Linked DNA regions of Mus musculus: regions 1, 3, 4, 5, 6 and 7 are each linked to region 2. The links are chromatin contacts, called in public HiChIP or PLAC-seq and promoter capture Hi-C maps. All regions are on one chromosome and are shown on one strand. The core of a region is the stretch at or near the end of the contact, and the rest is flanking DNA. Distances in the headings are between cores, read along the strand shown.

Region 1 (2,812 bases), core at 279-2,778, 1.7 Mb before region 2:
GAGAGAGGGTCTCTCTGTGTAGCCCTGGCTAAACTGGAACTAACTCTATAGACCAGGCTGGCCTTGGACTCAGAAATCCACCTGCCTCTGCCTTCCAAGTACCAGGATTAAACTGCCCATCCAAAATATTAGTGTTTTTAAGATTTATTTTAAAATTATAATTGTAAACGTGCACATGTGCATTTGTGTATATGTGTGTGTGTGCGTGTGTGCATGTGCCTTCTGAGTCTAGAAGAGGGTATTGGATCCCATGGAGCTGAAATTATAGGCAGTCGTGACTTATGTGGTAAGGGCTGACTTGAGTCTTCTGGAAGAGAAACAATTTTCTTCCTAGCCCCAGAACCTCTCTTAGCCCCAGAAAACATTAATGTTAGAATCAGCCATCACTTGGGACCTTACTCTTAGGAGTATGTGTCAGTCATCCTGTCTGCTTGATTGGATTGAGGTAGCATTTTGTTTAAATCAGAAGGAAAAACAAAGATAGTCAAAAGAACTCAGTCTGCTCTGCTTCACTCTTAGTAAAACATAAAAATGCATGTTTTTTTTTAAAAAAAACATTAAAGAGGGCTCAAAGTATTCTTTCAAAAGACAAAACAAAAACAAAAACAAAAACCCTGAAATGTAGCTTAAATTAGTTTGCCTTTATCTTGTCCTCTTGAGTGCAGCTGGCTCCTCACTGTTGAGTCGCTTCCAGAAAGCTTGCGTTCAAGTGCCTATGACTTGGTTTCGCAAGGAGCGTTTATGCCCTCCTGCACAGCTGTGTGCGTTTAAACCCATTTAAGTGTGAGAGTTATTCTTTTCTCATAGATCTAGGAAAGATTGGGGCGAGGGGGGTCACTGAAAATGACCATTAGTGCCCCAAGGTGATAAACTATGGTTGAATCGACTCCCTGTCCTCTGAGAGAGTCCCTTGGACCCTGAGATCTGAGCAGGAGCTAAGGAAACTGTTAAATTACATTTTATTTAGTATGCAGCCAAGCACAAACTGTTTACAAGTTTCATAATAGGATTTAAAATGTAACTCACATGGATTTTAAGAGAAAGCGCATTTTTTTCTTTTAATTACAAAAGTTGTATGTGTGTGGTTGTTTTGCTTGCATGTATGTCCATGTACCACACACAAGCCTCCTGCCTGAGGTCCAAAGGGGCATCAGAGCTGGACCTGGAGTTACAGATGGTTGTTAAGATACTGTGGGTGCTGGGAATTGAACCTGAGTCCTCCGGTTGAGTGGCCAGTAATGCTGTTGAACCATCTCTCTAGCCTTATGCTTTTTTTCTTCCACCTTTGGGATTAAAAAAAAAAAAGCATAAAAATATAGTATTTGACATTGGCATTAAAACATGTGGACAAAAGGAGTCCATTAGCAGTTGATTTAAAAGAAAAATCTAGCATGCTCATCTGGTTTTGAAAAGATCTGAAAAGTAGATTTCACTGATACTGCCTCCTGACAAAGCAGCACCAGGGCTCCCAGATTTGAAGTCGGAGAATACACGGTATTATTCCGTGTGTTCTTCCCAGCCCCCAGCCTGACACCGCACGCGTTGGGGAGGAGGCGCTTGCCATGCAATACCTATTTAAACTGGGAGAGCTGCGGGAGAGCTGCAGTCATCTGCTGCGGGTCTTTTATTACGTGGCAAGTTTAGAATAACATTTTCAAAACATACAACTTCAAACATCTAAGTCCTCATGAGATGATACAATACGTGGATCTCGAGTGCATCTGTGTGTTTCCCAGAGGCCCGTGCGGGTAAGTCAGTCCGCTCCCAGAGCGTCCCTCGCCATCCTCCCAACAAGGAACAAAACACTTTTAGCAAACCTAATACTCAGATTGGGGCAGAGCTGTTTAAATGCTTTCAGCTTTCTTACTTTGTTGGCTCTTCTCTACGTGAATGTGAGAACTTGGACGCCAAGAACTCTTAAAGCAGGTGTGCCTCTTAGGTTTCCTTCTTGGGGGGCGGGGGGGCTTCTGCAGTCCTGCCTTTCCTTGTACTGTCGGGATTGGAATTGGGGGGCGGGGGGAGGGGCGGGCAGAGAGGAGAAATGCCTCACAAAAGAACTTGAGGAAGAGTTTGTTTTGGCTCCGGGGATAGCCAGGAGAGCTCATCCTGTCAGGAAGTCCCTCAGCAGGAGCTTGAGGCCGCTTGACACTTTGTATCCTGAAAAGAGGGCTGAACCTTGGGCTCACTTTCTCCTCTTTATTCTGGGCAGGACTCCTGGCCACTGGATGGTATGCTCTGCCTTCAGAACGGCTCTTTCCACCGTTCTGAAATGCCCTCCCTCATAGACACCTCAGGTGTGCTCTGCTGACTCTAAATCCAGTCAACTTGTCAAAGATTAACCATCAGAGGTTGGTTGGTTTTTGTTTTGTGATCTCTCTCTCTCTCTCTCTCTCTCTCTCTCTCTCACTCTCTCTCTCTCCCAATGGAGACTGTACCCTCTCAGCTATTCCATTAAGCAGCTGGAGTTTCATTCCACGGGGAAACTGGGCAGGAGTTAAAAATAGATGACTCAGAGAATCCCAAGAAGGCCTAAGGCCACGGTGGTGTTTGAATAGCAACCCCTGAGATACATCAGTAGGTGAGGGCTGTTGGCCAGTTGGAAGCATGGGACCCGTTTTTGTGTGAGGTTCTGAGGCTGGGACAGAATAGAGGGCAGAGGGAAACAGTCTTCAGGGCAGGTGGACACTGACCCTGGCAGTAGCCAGGGCACAGAGAAAGGCTAGCCACTTTGAAGTCGGCAACGACCCTCCAGAATTGTGTAGGTGTCTCACAAAATGTGTGGCAATCAGTATCTGCTCAAGACACCCCAAGA
Region 2 (2,776 bases), core at 74-2,573:
TAAACTTTCACAGGGGAATGCATGCCGATAAAAGTGTACAGTGAGAAAGAACGGTAACTCCTGTCTGCTGTTTCCATACAAATGTATTGCATCCAGGTAACTACGAACACACATTTGACTTGAAGCAATCAAAGGCTAACCTAAAGCAAAGCTCTGTTAATGGTTTCCAAGGGTAGAGCTGACCACAGAGAGATATTCAGGTCAGCTCAATGGCTCAGTGGTTTCACACTCAGTTCTTTGGGGGAACCAGAGAAAGGACAATGAGGTCTCTTAAAGTGCTATGAGCTGAAATTTCCAGAAAAAAAAAAAAGCCACCCCAAACCTGTTCAAGACTCAAAAAGGTTGCCTAGCTGATTAGAAGTGCCTGATTGTGTAGGACTGTGGTGTAGGTCCTAAGCTGAATTATCTTGGGCCATCCCAGTTACTAGCCACTTCTGAGTCCATCCTTGGAAATGTACAGACCACTTAGCTTCTCCCATTGAAAGGTTAAAGATGCCCTCTTCAGATAATATCTGAACCAGTAGCAGAAATTTCGCCACTTTGGGTATAGCCCCATGTCCCCACCAAATATATTTTAAAGATGATTTGTGATTTTCTTTTGTTCTGGTACTAAAAAAAAAATTCATAAGTCTGTTACCAAGTTGAAACATGATATTTGGGATGGGGTGTCACCTGAATTAGTGCCTCCTCCCCGCCTGATAGGGCACATATTTGATTTCAGAATAGACTTTTTTTTCTCTTTTTTGAGGTGAGAACAGTGGTTTTGTGTGATAGTGACCAATTGAAAAGTGAACAGCTTGAGATTCAAATCACGGGGAAAATAATGGAGAACTCTACAGTCTCTTATTTTAAAGTGGGCCAGGAGTGGTCTTGAGCCCCATCTTGCTTTGCAAATGTTTAACTGTTTTATCTTTCGCCTTAAAATGGTCTTTTCTTTACAGCAAAGGATATGTCTTTCATGTAGAAAGCGTTTGTTTCGGAAAATGGCCATTTTTCCCTCTAAAGCATTTTGATGAGGTGTGTCGCTGCGGCGTGTGATAGACACACAGCCCACTGCCAGAAGGTGCATCCTGGACAGAAACAGCAGCGGGGGGGGGGGGGGGGGGGGCAAGGGGGGGTGATTGCCGGGAAAGGGCATGGCCAATGGCTTAAGGGGCGGGGCTTGTGACGACAATGAAAGTAGCCAGTGAAAGAACAGGGGGCGGGATCCTAGGCGGGGTCTATGTCGCGCTGGAGAGCGGGGCTGGTGCTGGGGGCGGGGCTGAGAGTCGCGGGCCGATGACGCACAGGCGGAGCCGCTACTTCCTGGATCCGCCGGCCGGGGCCGCTACCGCACCCTGCGCCGGAGCCGGGAGCCTGGGGCCGCCGCCATGTCCCACCAGACAGGCATCCAAGGTAACGGCGCCACGGGGCAGGGGCTCCCGGGAGGCTGCGGGCCGGAACGCTGGAGGCGCGCACGGCATTGGAGCTGCTCTGGGTGCGACGGCCCCGACTGTGTCCCTCGCGGCCCTCCCCGGCGGCCGCCACGTAACAGGCCGGTGGTGGCTGCCAGAGAACCGAGGATGTGAGGATGTCCCGGGCGACCCCGCTGCATCCCGGCCCCCGTGCCGAGAGCAGGAAGACCGAAGCTGGCTGGGCTCCTGCCGCCGGCCAGCCGAGCGACTTTTTCCTCGGGACCCGCCAAAGGAGATTGCTCCAGCACTCAGATCGTTTGAAAACCAAACAGCTCCCACCGCTGTAGGCTGCCTCCCGAACTCCCCGGATTTTTCTCTCAGAACGCGGGTGTGCCTTCCTTCCGGAGAAATCCCGAGTAGGGAGTGTTTTTCCATCTTTGGATGCTTGCACCCCAGGCAGCTGCAAAGTCTGATCTGTGTAGCTGCACCTCATGAACCCCGTGGAGACAGTCGAATGTGCAGTTTACTTGTGTATCTTACTCGCCGTTTATTATTTCCTGGTTGGAAAATAGGCAACTTGGACGTACTCAACCTCCTACGGAATCAAATAATATATCCCGGGGTTATTTAACGAGTTCTAATATAAACTAGAGCACTTCCCGTAATAGTTAACCGAGCCTTTCCCCCGGGTGACCACTTAATAACTTGTTTTGTGTTTTAAGGGTTTTTGACACTACCACTTAATTCTGTGCACATGCAGGCAAAAATAGTCTCCGATCTAACAACACTTAATCTCCCCCGTGTTACTTATGACATTTAAATATATCAAAATTATTGTTTAATGTTTGAGCCTTTTATATAACAAGACATAAATATTAGTCTTGCTTGGCAATCAACAACACAAGACCGAATTTGAAGCAATGATGACTACACAAGGGATAGGTTATTAAATGTTTATTTCCTGGGTGGCTTCTATAACTTTTTACAAAGAGATGCAAGAAAAATGTAAGATCTAGTGTATTTTACAGGTTTTTTCTTTAATCAGTATATGAGATTTGATCCTGTTGTTCTTGATGGACAGATACAGGACATGATTTGATGAAGGAGCACACATCACAAACTTAAAATTGGACTATTAGAAGCAACTTGTTAACATTTTCAAACATGGAGCAATTTGTCTGTTACTGGGTTTGACTGAAAGCATTCACCCTAGTGTTACTTCTGCTACTGAGTTCTGTGGCTAAAATGTTGAAGTTCCTGTACTTCTAAATGCTAGTATTTAGTTTTTGCTCCTCGCCAAGGCCGGTATTTTATGCTTCTGTTTTATAGTAACAATAAGAAGGGCCTGTATGCTCCACATGTTTCTTTAATTTATGTTTTCT
Region 3 (3,056 bases), core at 489-2,988, 1.7 Mb before region 2:
CAATTAACAAGGGATTGGAAAACTGGTTAGAGCGCAGATTTTGTTGTTGTTTAATCGCCCCTAAGTCCCTCGTTTCCAAATACTGTGGAAAAGTCACCACTACTCACCGCAAGTAATACTGTTTTAAAGCAAAGGCAGCGTTGGAACAACTTCTGGGAAAGTTGAACTCTTCAACAATTTCTCCCCACTGATTCTTCTCAGAAACCTGTTAAAAACACAGGCACACTTGTCTCAAAGTGCCCAATCCAAGAAAAACCTACCCTAACCTGGAAGCTAAATGCCCCTTCTGCAGAGATCTGTAGACACCTAAGGAGCAGTGGGTGTCTGGGGTCGACCCACGAGAGTTACTAAGCCAGGGCTGCTTGAATCACTATGTTTTCATCAGAGAGCCCTGTATTTAGCAGCACTTGTTTTGTTTTGGGGGGGGGTTGGTGGGTTTGTTTTGTTTTTGAAGCCCGGACAATAACCAATCGCAAGTCCCTCTGTCGCCCCCTTTTAAATCTCAACGCGGTCCGTTTGCAGTAAAGAAAAAAAAAAAAAAAAGTTCAAAAGGATCAATACTGCTCCGGACAGCGACGTCCGCGAGCTCTGGGGGGGCCGGGGCCGGGGCCGACTCCGATCCCTCTCCCAGATCTATCCATCTCCATAGGCCCTTCTTTGAGGCCTACAGCTTCTGCCTAGCCTTGAAGCCTAAGATGGCTATTTGCAGACAGGTCCTGCTTTCTTTTGTTAGCTGTAGAAAGCCAGGGCGAGCGGGCCGAGGCTGTGCCCCCGGCCGCCGGGATCATTTCGCAGCCGATTATCGATGTTAAACCTGCCCGCGCTAATTTTGAGTTGCACGAAAACTGCTCAGAGTCTGTGTGTCTCTGTGTCTCCGCCTGTGCTAGAGCGGCAGCGGCGGCGGCGGCAGCGCTGACTCGCGGGCGGGCGGGCGGGCCGCGGGCTCGGCGGGCGGCGGGCGAGCACTCCACTCGCCCGCGCTCCCCGCCGCGCCGCTCAGACCCCGCGGGGCCGGCCGGACACCGGGCAGGGCGCTCCCCGCCGCCGGGCCGCACCGCCCGCCCAAGCCCCGCGCCCGCCGCGCGCACGCGAGCCACCAGGCCGAAAACAGCCCCGCCGCCGGCCGCCTCCGTGGGCCACCGGCTGCGAGCGCCGAGAACGCCGTGTGTCCCGCCGATCGCCCCCCCGACCCCGGGCGCCTGCTCCCGGGTCGGAGCAGACTTTTCCGAGCAGGCCAGCGAGAGGGAAATACAAATTAAAACTTCCACTCACCTTCGCGAATCCGCCTAAAGTAGTGACTCTGGTGTAGAGCCCGTGAAGATCCAGCTCCTTCCCACCCACCGCAGGGATCTTCTTAAACGGCGACCTGCGGGCGACAGAAAGCCCCGCACTTGTCACCGGGACCCCGCGCCCGCGGCGGGCCCCCGTTCGCCCCGGCTCGCCCCGGCGCTGCCCCCCCGGTCCTGCTCTCACCCTCTGCTGTGGTGGAACTGCCGCAGCTCGTCCAGGAAAGCCAGTCCCTTCCTCCGCTCGTCCGGAGGCGCCTTCCCCGTCGAGTTTGCCATTATTTTGCCAAAGGAGGTCTCCCGAAAAAACCCAGATCGCGGTTCAAACGCGGCCCCCGCTCCCCGCGCTCCCTACCAGCGCCCGGAGCCCATTCCTCGGCCGGCGGTGGCGGGGCTCAGTCATGGGCCGGCGGTGGCGGCGGCGGCGGCGGCGGCGGCGGCGGCGGCGGCGCAGGGAGGGAGGAGGGAGGGGGAGGAGGCGAGGAGGAGGGGAAGGAGGGAGCGGGAGGCCAGGGGGAGCGCAGGGCCGGAGGGAGGGGAATTTCTAAAAAAGTTTAAAGAAACGGGAGCGAAACTAGAGGGGCAGGCGACGGGCGGCCGGGCGCGGAGCCGCGGGGCGAGCGCGGCCCCCACCCTGCCTCGCCGCCTCCCGCGGCCCGGCTCTGGGCCGCCTCTCAGCGCCGCCGGCCCTGGCGGCTCGGCCCGGGGACGCGATTCAACATGGTGCTGCGGCCGGGGGGCGCACGAGCCGACCGGGGGCCGGGCGAGCCGAGGCGAGGGGCCCGGGCGGCCGCAGGCCTGGGAGTTGCGGCGGCGGCGGCGGCGGCGGCGGCGCGGCGGGGCCGGGGCAGGCGGGGCCGCGTGGGGAGGGGGAGGTCTGTGTGGTGGCTTGTGGAGAGCGGGGTGACAGCGTGGATCCGGGCCGCGGCTCCGCGGGGCCCTCGCACACATTCACGCGCGGCGGCGGCGGCGGCGGCCCGGGCGTCCCCGGGCACAGGCTCCGGCGGCAGCCGAGCCGCTGCGCGCCGCCCGCCGGCCTGCCTGCCTGCCCGCCAGCCTCCCGTTCTCTGCTGCCGCCGCCACGGCCGGGCCGCCAGCGCCGCACAGCGCCCCCCGAGGGCCGGCCGCGGCACTGCGCCTGGCTCCACACGGTCGCGGCGGCTCCTCGCGGGGAACAATAGACTCGGCTCGCCCGGCTTAGGGTTCATCTGCAATGTGCAGCACATTTCACACGCACACAAAGCGGGCGGAAAGGGGGGCGGCGCGGGGAAACGGCCACTACCGGTTGTTCCGGGCTTAGGGGTGGAGGCGATGTTCGCGTCCCCGGCGGCGCCCGCCGGGCCTCCGGCCACACTGAGAAGCAGGCTCGCTCGGCGCAGCCCCGGCGGCCGCGGACGAGTCCGCTCGCCCCCTCTGGAGACGTTGCTAGCGGGAGGCGTTGGCCTCCGGGCTTCATCGTGCTAGCACGAAGCCCGCCGAGCACATGGTCCATGATGGGGCCGTAAACTCACTTTGACAAACTGTAGGATCGAATAGGCTGGAAACTGCCTGCCCTACTTTTGTGGAGCTAGAGTAAGGCTTTTCACTCGTCCTCCCTTTTTTGGTCGGTTTGGTGCACCGAACCCGGAGGTACGCAAACGGTAATCGCGCCTGTTGGGAAATAACCTCCCAACTTTGAGAATAACACTGCTTAGGTCTTTTTTTGCACTAGTATCTGAAAAAGAGGGCAAAATGTTTTTCCCTTTCAGTTTAAAAAAAAAGAAAATGTGT
Region 4 (2,834 bases), core at 186-2,685, 1.3 Mb after region 2:
ATGCACTTCAAAACCACAGTCAAGAGTGTGCTCATGGGGATATAGTAGAGATTAAATGAAGGAAATGCTCTTGTTCTATTAGTTTAATGATGATGAATATACTTAAAGTCTCAGAAATCAGAAGTGTGATGGAGAAGAAAGCCAGGGCTCTGGTGGGCTGTTCGTTCAGTAACTCTGTTTAGGAGTAACTTGCCTTGCTGAAGCTGTCCTCACTTTTCTAACTGCCACGTGGGGTCACGCAGCCTCTTCAGTTACCTAATGAAGCTAGCACCCAGCCGCTGTGGTTGTGAGGGTTAGGGAGCCTTCCCTTCCAAGCCCTGCTTGCCAAGCCCCCAGAATGCTCCAGGCAGCTTTAAAGGCTGCTGTTGTTGGGTTGTTAGTTTTCCTTGTCAGCTTGTAGTTATAGTATACACAAACTGCTTCATGAAACAACAAGCACTGATATGAGGGGTACGTGTATGTGTGCATGTGCATTCGTGTGTTGAAGGTGTACGTGTCTGGGTGTGCTTAGAAGTTTGTGCATATATGTATGGAGGCCCAAAGTTGATGTTGAGTGCCTTCCTCAATTGCTCTCTACTTTCCTGGGGGGGAGGGCCAGGATCCCTCACTGAACCAAGACTCTGGCTCTCCTAGGCTAGCCAGCCAGCTTGTCCTGGGCATCCCCAGTCTCTGCCCCCATTCTCTGCTGGGATTACAGGCACTTGCCACAATTACTTGGCTTTTGTGTGGGGTTCTGGGAGTCTTTTAAGTTTTGTTCTTTATATTTTTATGGCAAGCACCTCACCTCCTGAGCTCTGTCCCCACCTAGTCTTTCAGACTGTGATAGACTTAGTTAAGTTATAAGCGGCTGGAAGGGCTGGAGTAGTGAATGGGTGACTAGAGTTGCCGGAAGCAGATATCCTGAGAAGTAAAGGAGGAGAGCTTCATATAAGCTGCTGCATCGCCACCCAAGGAGCCCTTAGGATCAACAGCTTCTGTGTCTTTAAGAGTGAAGCATGGAAGGTGTTTAGTCAACTAGAGAATCAGTTTTATCTAAATACTTTATTTATCTGTAACTAAAACCTTACTACATTAAATGAAACTATCACATAGGGCTCCACATGGTCATCTCTGTGCAAGAACAGAGTCTATGAGGACTCTTTTCCCTGCATATTTTGCCACCCCCTTCCTTTCTCACGTCACTGCTGGCATTTTTTTGTTTTGTTTTGTTTTGTTTTGTTTTTTTGTTTGTTTCTCGACAGGCTTGCTTTTACTTCTACCTGCACATTTATGTTTTTAGTTGTATCAAATTTTGAATTGTTAGTAAAAGCACACTGTATATGATTAGATGATGCACTATGAAGTGTATACTTCTTACATGCAAAATTATCCTCACGTAGTCCCCCTGCATCTGTGCAGAACATGGTGGCTCTGTGTAAGACAGTGAATTTGTCTCAGATGCACTTTTGTATTCTGGCCAGCCTAATTCTAGTGTTCAATCAAAGGTGTCAAGTTCTCTAATGCTGGTGGCTGGCTGGCTCATTGCCGTTTCATATTTAGACATTGTTAGTTTAAACAAAGCATTTATACTTTGGCTCTCTGTGCTAAAGTAATTTTTGCTTAGAAGAATATAGATAGGAAGCAAGAAGGTCACTTAAAACCACAACTTCCTTTTCATCATCTGATCTGGAAGTAGCTTAACTTTACAAAAGTCATGGTGGTTTTTCACCAGCTTTAGAAAGAGAAGCCAGAGCTGGCTTGAACTGGGCATACATAGAATACAAACACACGCTTGTAAACAACAATAGCTTTTCCATCTGATGTAAAAATGTTAGATAGTCTATATAAATTTTGTCATGTAATAATTTGCCTGGCATCATGTTTAAATTATATGTAGATGCAGATAAACAGCCTTTATGATGGCTTGACTTAACAATTTATTGACATGTTGTGGGTTCATCTTCTGTGGCAGCATTGTAAATTGCAAGCACCTAGGTACACATATGGACATATGTATGTCCAGCCCCACACAGCCAAGAAGGAACATGTCTAGTGTAGGGTCTATCCCCAGTGTCCTTGCGTTGACAGTAGTGAGGATTTGAAGTGGACTATTTTCAAGTAATTCATTATAAAACATTTAAAATTATATGTAGCCGGGCGTGGTGGTGCACACCTTTAATCCCATTACTCGGGAAGCAGAGGCAGGCGGATTTCTGAGTTCGAGGTCAGCCTGGTCTACAAAGTGAGTTCCAGGACAGCCATAGCTATACAGAGAAACCCTGTCTTGAAAAACAGACAAACAAACAAATAAAATTATATGCAAAAATCTATTAATTAAAAATGTTAAGATAGATTAAGTTTGTGAAATATAACTCCTGGCTGCAGACTCCTCACTCTGTCAGGTCGAGCCTCCCACAGCCCGAGTCTCCTGGTCTCGAGAGCGGCCCTCTTGAAAAGTCTGTCTTTTTCTTTCAACTAAGTCCTTACAGATTTTCTTGAAAGTGCTTTGTAAATTCTGTGAATCTTTGGGCATGGTAGCTTTGCTCGTCCTGCTTCCTGCTTCCTCTTCTTTAACTGTCCCGCTTCTCAGCATTGCTTACTGAAACTGCCCAGGGACTAGCTTGAAACATCCTCTCTTCAAGAACAGTTTTCTCTGACTTTGAGGTATGGAGGTGTTATTTATGTTTCTTGCCTTTCAAATTTATTCAGCAACTACTTGGACATATACTATGTTAGAAGTCTTTCCTGGGTTCCTCCTGCTTTTTTCTACCTGATTGGATCTCACGGGTTCTAGAAACCACATGACCTTCATTAGGCTCTCTTCAGTTCAGCATCATAGCTTGTATGGAGAAATT
Region 5 (2,705 bases), core at 146-2,645, 1.2 Mb before region 2:
TACTTAGTAAAGTAATGGAAAGAATAAATAAGCAATCTCGACCTCACTGTACGTAGATGAGCACCAGCCTTTCGTCTTTATGTACTTTATAAACATGCACACCTGCACATGTGACGAGTGGTGTTTCTATCTTACTAAAATGTCTTATGTTTGCTATGTACCAGACCCTGTGCTGAATATGAAATCATTTAATGACCACTATTAATCATGATCCTTTTGAAAGATAATTATGGTTTTACCACTGTGAACAGACACCATGACCAAGGCAACTCTTATAAGGACAACATTTAATCGGGGCTGGCTTACAGGTGCAGAGGTTCAGTCCATTATCATCAAGACTGGAACATGGCGGCATCCAGGCAGGCATGGTGCAGGAGGAGCTGAAAGTTCTACATCTTCACCTGAAGGCTGCTACCACAACACTGACTTCCAGGCAGCTAGGATGAGGGTCTTAAAGCCCATGCCCACAGTGACACACCTACTCCAACCATGCCACACCTCCTAAGAGTGCCACTCCCTGAGCCAAGCATACACAAACCATCATAATGGGTGATGCTTGGCACTAAGACCATATAATTCACATGCAGCTGAACCAAGCAGAGTTTAACAGTTTTCATCTCAAAACTCCCTTCCTTCCTTCCTTCCTTCCTTCCTTCCTTCCTTTCTCTTCTTTTCTTTTCTTTCTTTTCTTTCTTTCTTTTTTTTCCCACTTGCTTGATTTATAGAAAAAAATTAATTTATTTTTCCAGTTTTCTGAGAGGTGTCCCTTTGGGATCCTGATTAGCACGCTAATAACCCTGGGACGTGAGCTCTTGCTTACATCATTCTCCCACACAAGTCTGTTCATGTTCTCAGGACAATCTGTCCTTCTCCTCCCAAAAGACCTGGAGGGTGACATTTCATATACCTGCTCTGGACAAATAAATCTGAAAATGGAGTGGAAAGGGGTGCCATTTGGGAAGACTAGGTCAGCAAAACGAGATGCAAACAACGATGTCGTCCCTCTGCGGGCCTAGAAACATGTGGTCGCTTGGAGCAAGCCAGGAGCCTGGCTGAGAAACCAGAGAAGGAAGAATTAAAGGGATCTGGTGTTCCGCTGAGAGCACCAAGCGGTGTGAAGGTATGAGGAGGAAGAGGAAATGGAACACTGTAAGGGGACAGTGAGTGCCTTAGAGAGAACCAGCGGGGATGTGTGGCTGAAGGAGTGAAGGTAATAGGCTGCACTGTGAGCAGTCAGTCACCAAATGCTTATCGGAAGCCCGGGATCCTGGGGCAGAAGGAATGGGGCCACAGGAGAACAGACAGGGAGTCCTGATGTACCCTAGAGCAGGGATGTGCACAGCATTGCCCTGTGGGTCAAAATGGGCTTCCGCGTCCAGCTCATCACAGGGCTAGGACCAGTCTGAGGTCCCTGAGGAACTTCCGGGAGCTGCTTGCGGGGTGTGGGGGAGCCTCCCAGCCTGCACAGAGGGCGAGACTGGCAGGTTCTCACTCTTGGGCACCACAGATGCCTTGGAAGAGCTAGGAACCTCCCAGAGTGTGGGCCCGCGGTTGGACTCTGGCCCAGGGCGAAGAGAAAAAGGCAGGAGAGGGCTCCAGCTGGTTACCACAGGGACAAGAGTCCTAGGCTTGTTCGGTGGCTCAGTTGAGTTGGCTGGAGAGCGCAGGCAGGGCTCTGTTCCATTGCGCCAGCATGACAGATCCCGATGAGAAGAGGCAGTCCATGGTTTTAAGGCGTTTATTTTTGTTGTTTTGTTTTGTTTTCGAGACAGGGTTTCTCTGTGTAGCCCTGGCTGTCCTAGAACTCACTTTGTAGACCAGGCTGGCCTCGAACTCAGAAATCCACCTGCCTCTGCCTCCCAAGTGCTAGGATTAAAGGCGTGCACCACCACGCCCAGCTTAAGGCGGTTATTGTATAAAGGCAGAGAGAGGGAGAAGAGTAGAGAAGCAGAGGAGGGCCGTGGCCACGTGGAGAGAGGGGGAAGGGAAGGCGGAGTGAGGGGGAGCAAGAGGGCAAGAGTAAGAGAGGCAGGAGCAAGAGAGAAAGAGAGTAAGAGCAAGAGAGGTGGGAGGGGATAAGCAGTCCCTTTTGTAGTGGGTTGGGCCTACTTGGTTGTTGCCAGGTAACTGTAGGGGTGGAGTCCAGACAGAATACCAGGAGCTTGGGGCATCGCCTACATGACTGATGGCCACACACCTGCCCCCCACCCCACCCACACACACACACACACCCCACCCCCACCCCCCCCACCCCCCCCCACCCCCCCCGCTGTGGGAGGCTGTAGCTGCTACAGGAACCAGGGTCCCAGGGGTCATGGCCAAACACCTGCTGTCCCTTGTAGGTGGAAGTCACCACCCACCAGGTCACAGGGTTCAAGACCTGTGCTCAACAGGGGATCAGGCTGTCTGTGCCCAGCTCATGGCCCCACATTGCCCCTAGAGAATAGGCATGGTAGAGCCAGGGCAGACAGGGCACAAATTCAATTTGAATTAAGTCAGTGGAGCCAAGGAAGGAGAAAGGCCAACCAAGAGGAGAAATGGAGGGTCACTTTGAGCCTATTCTGCCTTTGGACTTCCCAAAAAGAATAATTTTCTCTTTTTCTTTTTTTTTTTTTTTTTTTTTTTTTGGTTTTCTTGAGACAGGATTTCTCTATATAGCCCTGGCTGTCCTGGAACTCACTCTGTAGACCAGGCTGTCCTCGAAC
Region 6 (2,789 bases), core at 288-2,787, 1.3 Mb after region 2:
TCTACAGTGGAGCTGCTTCAGCCCTCAGTCCCACTCTCATCCCAGGTAGCATCTGACTGTATAGACAGAAAGCCCGGCATGACTTTAAACTCACTGCCCGGCTCAACGTGGCCTCAGACTAATGGTGATTCTTCTGCCTAGGCCTCAAGAGTGTGGGATTACAGGCAAAACACCACGCCTGGGTTTTATGTTATTTGAGAGAGTTTGTTTGTCTACCCAAAAAAGCGGCTTAAACAAAGGATCCTCCTGCGTCTTGATTATTGGGATAAGTGTGCTTCACCATGCCCAGCTAGCTACCACATGCTGTTTTTCTGTTTGTTCGGTTTTTTGTTTGTTTGTTTTTTCTTTTTGAGACAGAGTCTTTCTGTGTAGCTGGGGATGCCCTGAAACTCCTTTGTGGACCAGGCTGGCCTTGAATTTATAGAGATTGGCCTATCTGGCTTTAGCTACCTCATTTTCTCATTTGAATCTGGGATTTATTTATTTATTTTTACAGTTCAGATTGAGTCTGTGATGAAATGTTTGGTCCTGTTTTGAATACTGAGGAGTCAGTTTTGGTTGATGCATATTATAATCGTAGAGTTTAAGGTTCTCTTATTGAGCAGAGCACCCTGACCTCTAGAATTAGAAGTATAATCTGCTTGGAAGGCTTATGGCTTAGTGGGAGAACATTGGCTAATGTGTGAGGTCTTGCTTCAAGTCCTGTTGGCGCACACAGAGAACTACTCCGTTGTAGTTGAGTTTATGCAACAGCAGCAGCGCCGTGTAACTTTCACTCCGAATGCACGTTAGCCTGTTGGGTCTGTGAGAATACTGTGCATGTGCCTAATGCTCTTACTGTTAAATGAATTTAATTATATTTTAAGTTTAGAACTCATATCTAAATGGAGTCAATATTTGCTTTAAATAAAAAATTGGATATTGCTTTATTTGGAATGATGCCTTTTAGCTCTAAAAATGTTTATATAATTGCTCTTGTAACCCATGTAATACATGTAAATTCTTTGTTCAGTGTGCTCCCCATTCTTCAGTGACTTGACTTTACGGGAGAGTCTGTAACTAAAAATACTGATTTAGATGACTCTTAAAAATAGTAAACTGAGCTTGGTGTGGTAGTGTACGCTTTAAATTCAGGCGCTTGGGAGGCGGAGGCAGATGGATCTCTTGAGTCCAAAGCTAGCCTGGTCTACAGAATGAGCCCAGGATATCCAGGGATACACAGAGAAATTCTGTCTCAAACAAACTAAAACCAAACAACAGCCCTAATCTGTACATTACAATTCAAAACAGAGATCTGCTGTCTGTTTCAATAACAAATCCATGAAGGTGGATACTGGAGGAAGAAAAGAGGCTTGCTGAGTTCAGCTTGGTAGACTATGTCCAGCTTCTGGAAAGAGCGCAGTCCCTGTGGTGGAGCAGGCACAGAGCAGGCCACATAGCAGGGCAGGGAAGAAAGCCCAGCAAGCTTAGACTTCCTGCTTTGATAAGGGCTTACCCTTGTCCTAGTTCCCTGCCCTGCTGTGTCCCTGTGCTCAGCACTCAGTGTCACCACAGTGAAGACAGATGTGTGGTGAGACACACTGGAGTACACCTGGTGCCTGGAGTACCCAGATTGAATGAACTAGTCACTTAAAATTGAAATCATTCATGATGATTATACTTTAGACTTAGAAAATGGATATAATTTACCCAGAGAAATGCGCATGATAAAATTAAGTGTGAATCTAGCAAAAATTTTAGCAAGCTACTCTAAGAGACTTTGCTATTTGTGCCATGTACTAGATACTTCATAACAGTATTAAGATACAAGATCTTCATAATCTAAATTTGTTTCTGTGGAGAAGTGACTTTATATTGTTTTAGTCTTCCTTAAGTTTTAGATGAGACAGGGAAACTTAGAAGCTTTGTTTAGTTTATTTCCACGGAGTAAAGAAGAGTGAGGCCACAGGGATCTTGCCGGCTGGCGCAGGGGGCTGGCGCAGGGGGCTCAGGTGGCCGGGGGTTGCTTAGCCCTAGGTTCAGTCCCCACGTGAAGTCTAATGATTGCTAGCCCACCATATTAGTTGTGTAAATTTTAGTATAAAATTTACAGGGCTGGAGAGATGGCTCAGCGGTTAAGATCACTAGCTGCTCTTCCAAAGGACCCAGGTTCAAATCTCAGCACCCACATGACAGTTCACAAGTGTATTTCCAGTTCCAGGGGATATGACACTCCCCACAGACATATATGGAGACAAAATACCAATGTAAATAAAATTTAAAAAATAATTTAAAAAAATTCACACGGTGGCCTGACAATCCTGAGAAATGGCAGATTTTCAACAACAGTTTATTGTTATACTAATATTACAAAATAATGGTGATATTTCAGTGAAATGCAAGTTTCACAGCTAATTTTTGTTGTTAAAATACATCTGCCATGGGCTAGAGAGATGGCTCAGCGGTTAAGAGCACTGACTACTCTTCTAGAGGTTCTGAGTTCAAATCCCAGCAACCACATGGTGACTCACAACCATCTGTAATGAGATCTGATGCCCTTTTCTGGTATGTCTGAAGTCAGCTACAGTGTACTTACATATAATAAATAAATAAATCTTAGAAAATACATCTGTTGTTATATTGGACATTTACAAATGAAATCTGTATTTTCCTTGTATTTCTGACTATGTCAGTCACATTTTTATCCATTTTTCTTTTGGTGAGTAAATGTTTAGCTCTGTGATGCATTCACATCTGTTTTTCCTGTAGCGCTACCTGAGTTAATAATCTCAAGTAAAATGAAATAATCT
Region 7 (3,040 bases), core at 154-2,653, 1.3 Mb after region 2:
CTCAGCCTCTTTTATCTTGGAAAATTAACGCAACCTCTAATATATAACTTTTACACTCAACTAAGTCAGACTCTCTATTCTGCAAAAATAAAGTAATACTAAGCACCCAAGCAAACCCCACATAAAACAATCTTTTAAATGCTTTTCCAAATTTCTAGTAACTCAGTGCCTTGTGCAAGTGCTCCATCTCTGAGCTGTATACTCCCACCCGTTCTGCTATAATTCATTTTGACTTTCTTTTCTCAGAAGCTTGAAGCCTATTTCCCTCTTAATTACCCCAATTAATATCATATTCCCAATGATAAAAAGGAGAGCATCCTCCAGTTTGGTTATTAACTCTTGTTTGGTAAGTAACACATCAATACAGTAGTCTCCCTTTTGCTGGAGTTTTGCTTTCCTGTTTCAATTACCCACAGACGATATAGTTCAAAATATTAAGGACTTCCTAAACAGTTAACTCCTCAAGTTTTTAGTTGCCATCTCACTCTGAGTATCATGATGAAAATTTGCTCCATCCTGCTCTGGCCCAGCTGGATACATTTTCTAAACAACCTTATAGTATCCCAGGAGCCACACAGTCAGATCAACTGTTAAGTACGCAGTGCCTGAACTGGGTCCCCTTCAGTTAGTTAAGCCTGATGCGGAGGCTACAACGCCTCCATCAGCACACCCAAATAAGGCAGAAGAAGGCAGGGCTCCGAGAAGGGATGGATTTCATCTCTCCTTTCTTCAGGGGCAGCTTTCCTGATGACGGTTCACCGACTTGGCATGCTAAAGTCGCCCCTCGATCAGAGGGATGTCAAGCTAACTCTGGTTGTGGGGTACCCGCCAGATCGGCGAGGTGGGAAGCAGAGCTTCAAGGACCAGCGAGATGGCTGTTTGGGTCTAGCAGGCGAGGTGTGTATCCCCGACAGGCTGGAGTAAGGAGACTCGGGGAGGTGGTGTCCAGGGCACAAGCAACCTCGTCTGCCTTACGTAGGCTCACGAGCGTCCGTTTTATAACAAGCCACTGCAGAGCCCCGTGAGGCCAGGAGGACGCCGCTGCAATTAAAACCGGATCAGACCCTGGTTTCGTCACGTTTGAATTATGTAAGCTAGAGCAGGGCACCGAACCTCTCCCGAGCCTCTGGGTCGCTTCCCCAGAAGGAAGGATGACAGTCCCCGCCGCGCCGGGCGCACGCGTGTCTGCGGGCGCCTGCCATCGCGCCCTTCGGGGCGTGCGAGCCACGGCCGGAGCGCTCCGGGGCAGCCAGCGGGCGGGCGAGCTGGAGGGAGGCGGCGCCGCGAACTCGCCGCCGGTGCTGGGCCGCGCTCCCCGCGTTTGAAGTCTCCGGCGCGGCCGCTGGTTGGCCGGCGCGGGTCACGTGCGCGCAGGCAGGAGTTTCCCCGACAGCTGGAGGCTGCGTGGGATCCGGCGGCGGCGGCGGCAGCGGCGGCGGCGACGGCGGCGGCGGCGGCTGCAGCTCGCGGCGCGGCCTTCCCCGCCCCCTCGCCTCCGCGCTTCCGCCGGCCCCTCACCCCGGCGCTGACAGACCGGCGCGCGTCGGCAGCGAGCATGGGCGACAAGAAGAGCCCCACCAGGTAGGGCGCCCGCCGGCGGAGCGCCCGCGGCCCGGGGTCCCGTGGCGTGGCGTGGAGCGGCGCGGCGCGGGGCGCGCGCGTGTGTGTGGGGAGAGGGGGTGCGGCGCGGCGCGGCGGGGCGCGCGGCTGCCCACAATGGGCCGCGATGGCGGCCGGGGTCAGCGGCCGCGCTCCCCTCCCCCGCGCGGCGCCGGGCGGGGCGGGGGTCGCGGGCCGGGCGGGGCGGGGCGCGGGGCCGGGCGCGGCCTGCGGCTGACCCCGCGCTGCGTCGTGTCCGGTTGTGTCCTGCAGGCCGAAGCGGCAGCCGAAGCCCGCCTCGGATGAGGGCTACTGGGACTGCAGTGTCTGCACCTTCCGGAACAGCGCCGAGGCCTTCAAGTGCATGATGTGCGATGTGCGGAAGGGCACCTCCACCCGGTGAGTCCGGCGCGCCCGTGGATCCCCCGCGGGGCCCCCCGCGCGACGCGGGACGGCGGGGCGGCCAGCCAGGCGGCGGCCGCGGTGGGGCGCGACCCGGCTGAGCCGCGGCTGGCGGCGAGGGCTCGGTGGCGGCGGCGGTGGCGCCTGCTGCGGAGGATGAATTATCCATGGGGGTCGCCGGCCGCTGCCGTGCCGTGCCGTTCCATGCGTGGCCGGTGCGGTGCCCCCTCCCCAGCCGGGCGCAGAGACCGTGATCGCTGGTCGCATTGTGGTGTTAGTGTGCGGGGAGGGGGCGGGGACGGGGAGCCGGGGCGGGGGAGGGGACGGAGGAAAGGCCGCGATGTCACTCGGTCCCCCTGGGGAAAAAGTATCGCTTGTAGGATCGTAATGGATTAAACTTTCTTAGTAACGGATGTCCGGAAAGGGTCAGGCCAAGGTTTCGCGTCTGGGTTTTTTTTTGTTGTTGTTCTATTTCTGTAATAATTTTTTACAGTTAAGTAGTTGGTTGGGAGGTGAACCCAGCAACGCAGTTTTACTCCAGTGCCTGGATATTTTTACACAAACGAGATGACATGATCTTTGTCTGTTGCCGGCCCTGGATTTGTTGTATGGTAGGCATATAGTATTATAATTGTCTTTCCAAAAAAAAAAAAAAAAACCATTTAAAAGAGTTAAATTTAGGAAATTCGAACTCAGTAGCATTCTTGATCTGTCTCCACTTGGTCATAGTTCCCTTGGGAAGGCCGCCTTTAAATCCACTTCTACAGTGATTTGTAGCAATATTTAAGTAAGGCATTTATTTTGCTGCTATGAAGCCTATTCAAATACAAATGATTACAGAATACGGGGAATTTTCTGTTTGAAACAGAGGGCCTGTATAATTTTGACATTCTAAATAGTCAAAGTTATTTCTAAAAATGATGTATCCTGTTTTTTTTTTAAAAACTCAGTTTATAGAATTTTACTAACATTGTAAGTGTAGAGACATGTCAGGATTTTATTGTTTCTACAATACTGGTTGTTTTTGACATACCTGTCA

The links. Promoter capture Hi-C pulls out the DNA fragments that hold promoters and counts their contacts. HiChIP or PLAC-seq counts read pairs in DNA pulled down with a chosen protein or histone mark. Capture Hi-C pulls out chosen DNA fragments and counts their contacts.
Region 1: a contact with region 2 is called in a promoter capture Hi-C map of embryonic stem cells, with 6 times the contacts expected there. The contact joins the promoter of 4833422M21Rik here to the promoter of Twf1 in region 2. A contact is called at or near these places in 5 of 39 promoter capture datasets (embryonic stem cells, hippocampal neurons and liver) and 2 of 115 datasets of contacts at active chromatin or transcription factors (both in embryonic stem cells).
Region 3: a promoter capture Hi-C map of adipose tissue shows a contact between it and region 2, with 3 times the contacts expected there. The contact joins the promoter of Arid2 here to the promoter of Twf1 in region 2. A contact is called at or near these places in 8 of 39 promoter capture datasets (the 3T3-L1 cell line, the HPC-7 cell line, hematopoietic stem and progenitor cells and 4 more), 2 of 484 Hi-C or Micro-C datasets (the G1E-ER4 cell line and cerebellum), 12 of 115 datasets of contacts at active chromatin or transcription factors (astrocytes, bone marrow-derived dendritic cells, embryonic forebrain and 7 more) and 2 of 9 other capture datasets (adipose tissue and embryonic stem cells).
Region 4: a contact with region 2 is called in an H3K27ac HiChIP or PLAC-seq map of thymic regulatory T cells, with 19 times the contacts expected there. The contact joins the enhancer-like site here to the promoter of Twf1 in region 2. A contact is called at or near these places in 4 of 39 promoter capture datasets (the HPC-7 cell line, cranial neural crest, liver and 1 more), 3 of 115 datasets of contacts at active chromatin or transcription factors (embryonic stem cells, large pre-B cells and thymic regulatory T cells) and 1 of 9 other capture datasets (liver).
Region 5: a contact with region 2 is called in an H3K27ac HiChIP or PLAC-seq map of embryonic stem cells, with 5 times the contacts expected there. The contact joins the enhancer-like site here to the promoter of Twf1 in region 2. A contact is called at or near these places in 6 of 39 promoter capture datasets (3T3-L1-derived adipocytes, embryonic stem cells and liver), 5 of 115 datasets of contacts at active chromatin or transcription factors (astrocytes, embryonic stem cells, microglia and 1 more) and 1 of 9 other capture datasets (liver).
Region 6: a promoter capture Hi-C map of 3T3-L1-derived adipocytes shows a contact between it and region 2, with 6 times the contacts expected there. The contact joins the enhancer-like site here to the promoter of Twf1 in region 2. A contact is called at or near these places in 6 of 39 promoter capture datasets (3T3-L1-derived adipocytes, cranial neural crest, liver and 2 more), 3 of 115 datasets of contacts at active chromatin or transcription factors (epiblast stem cells, large pre-B cells and thymic regulatory T cells) and 2 of 9 other capture datasets (embryonic stem cells and liver).
Region 7: a contact with region 2 is called in a promoter capture Hi-C map of the HPC-7 cell line. The contact joins the promoter of Yaf2 here to the promoter of Twf1 in region 2. A contact is called at or near these places in 7 of 39 promoter capture datasets (the C10 cell line, the HPC-7 cell line, cranial neural crest and 4 more), 1 of 15 datasets of contacts at CTCF or cohesin (the NIH/3T3 cell line), 3 of 484 Hi-C or Micro-C datasets (CD4 T cells, forebrain and muscle stem cells), 10 of 115 datasets of contacts at active chromatin or transcription factors (astrocytes, bone marrow-derived dendritic cells, embryonic forebrain and 7 more) and 2 of 9 other capture datasets (embryonic stem cells and liver).

The regions. Positions count from the first base shown.
Region 1 is chr15:96,253,400-96,256,211 of GRCm38.p6, reverse strand. It overlaps 4833422M21Rik (RIKEN cDNA 4833422M21 gene), which reads left to right and starts at 1,528. Exons shown (of 3, transcript NR_130160.1): 1 at 1,528-1,748; 2 at 2,210-2,348. All of the region lies in intron 1 of Gm38469 (spidroin-2), which reads left to right.
Region 2 is chr15:94,588,371-94,591,146 of GRCm38.p6, reverse strand. Twf1 (twinfilin actin binding protein 1) reads left to right here and starts at 1,323. Exons shown (of 9, transcript NM_008971.4): 1 at 1,323-1,395. The coding sequence starts at 1,371.
Region 3 is chr15:96,286,204-96,289,259 of GRCm38.p6, reverse strand. It overlaps Arid2 (AT rich interactive domain 2 (ARID, RFX-like)), which reads right to left and starts at 1,738. Exons shown (of 21, transcript NM_175251.4): 1 at 1,474-1,738; 2 at 1,273-1,366; 3 at 108-205. The coding sequence starts at 1,565. It overlaps Gm38469 (spidroin-2), which reads left to right and starts at 1,862. Exons shown (of 3, transcript XM_011245785.3): 1 at 1,862-3,056. The coding sequence starts at 2,007. The coding sequence ends at 2,750.
Region 4 is chr15:93,297,177-93,300,010 of GRCm38.p6, reverse strand. The region is part of intron 2 of Yaf2 (YY1 associated factor 2); the gene reads left to right. Among named protein-coding and RNA genes, the nearest start is that of Gxylt1, 23 kb to the right of the region's middle. Within about 2 kb of position 1,435, at least 34 of the 459 cell types and tissues checked have an H3K27ac peak or open chromatin away from gene starts, as enhancers often do. A contact at or near this core is called in the HPC-7 cell line, pre-B cells and thymic regulatory T cells, where this site is marked.
Region 5 is chr15:95,819,146-95,821,850 of GRCm38.p6, reverse strand. All of the region lies in intron 1 of Ano6 (anoctamin 6), which reads right to left. Among named protein-coding and RNA genes, the nearest start is that of Gm17546, 9.6 kb to the left of the region's middle. Within about 2 kb of position 1,395, at least 21 of the 459 cell types and tissues checked have an H3K27ac peak or open chromatin away from gene starts, as enhancers often do. A contact at or near this core is called in embryonic stem cells, where this site is marked.
Region 6 is chr15:93,317,684-93,320,472 of GRCm38.p6, reverse strand. All of the region lies in intron 2 of Yaf2 (YY1 associated factor 2), which reads left to right. Among named protein-coding and RNA genes, the nearest start is that of Yaf2, 18 kb to the left of the region's middle. Within about 2 kb of position 1,537, at least 65 of the 459 cell types and tissues checked have an H3K27ac peak or open chromatin away from gene starts, as enhancers often do. A contact at or near this core is called in 3T3-L1-derived adipocytes, epiblast stem cells and liver, where this site is marked.
Region 7 is chr15:93,335,298-93,338,337 of GRCm38.p6, reverse strand. Yaf2 (YY1 associated factor 2) reads left to right here and starts at 1,403. Exons shown (of 4, transcript NM_024189.6): 1 at 1,403-1,581; 2 at 1,873-1,998. The coding sequence starts at 1,556.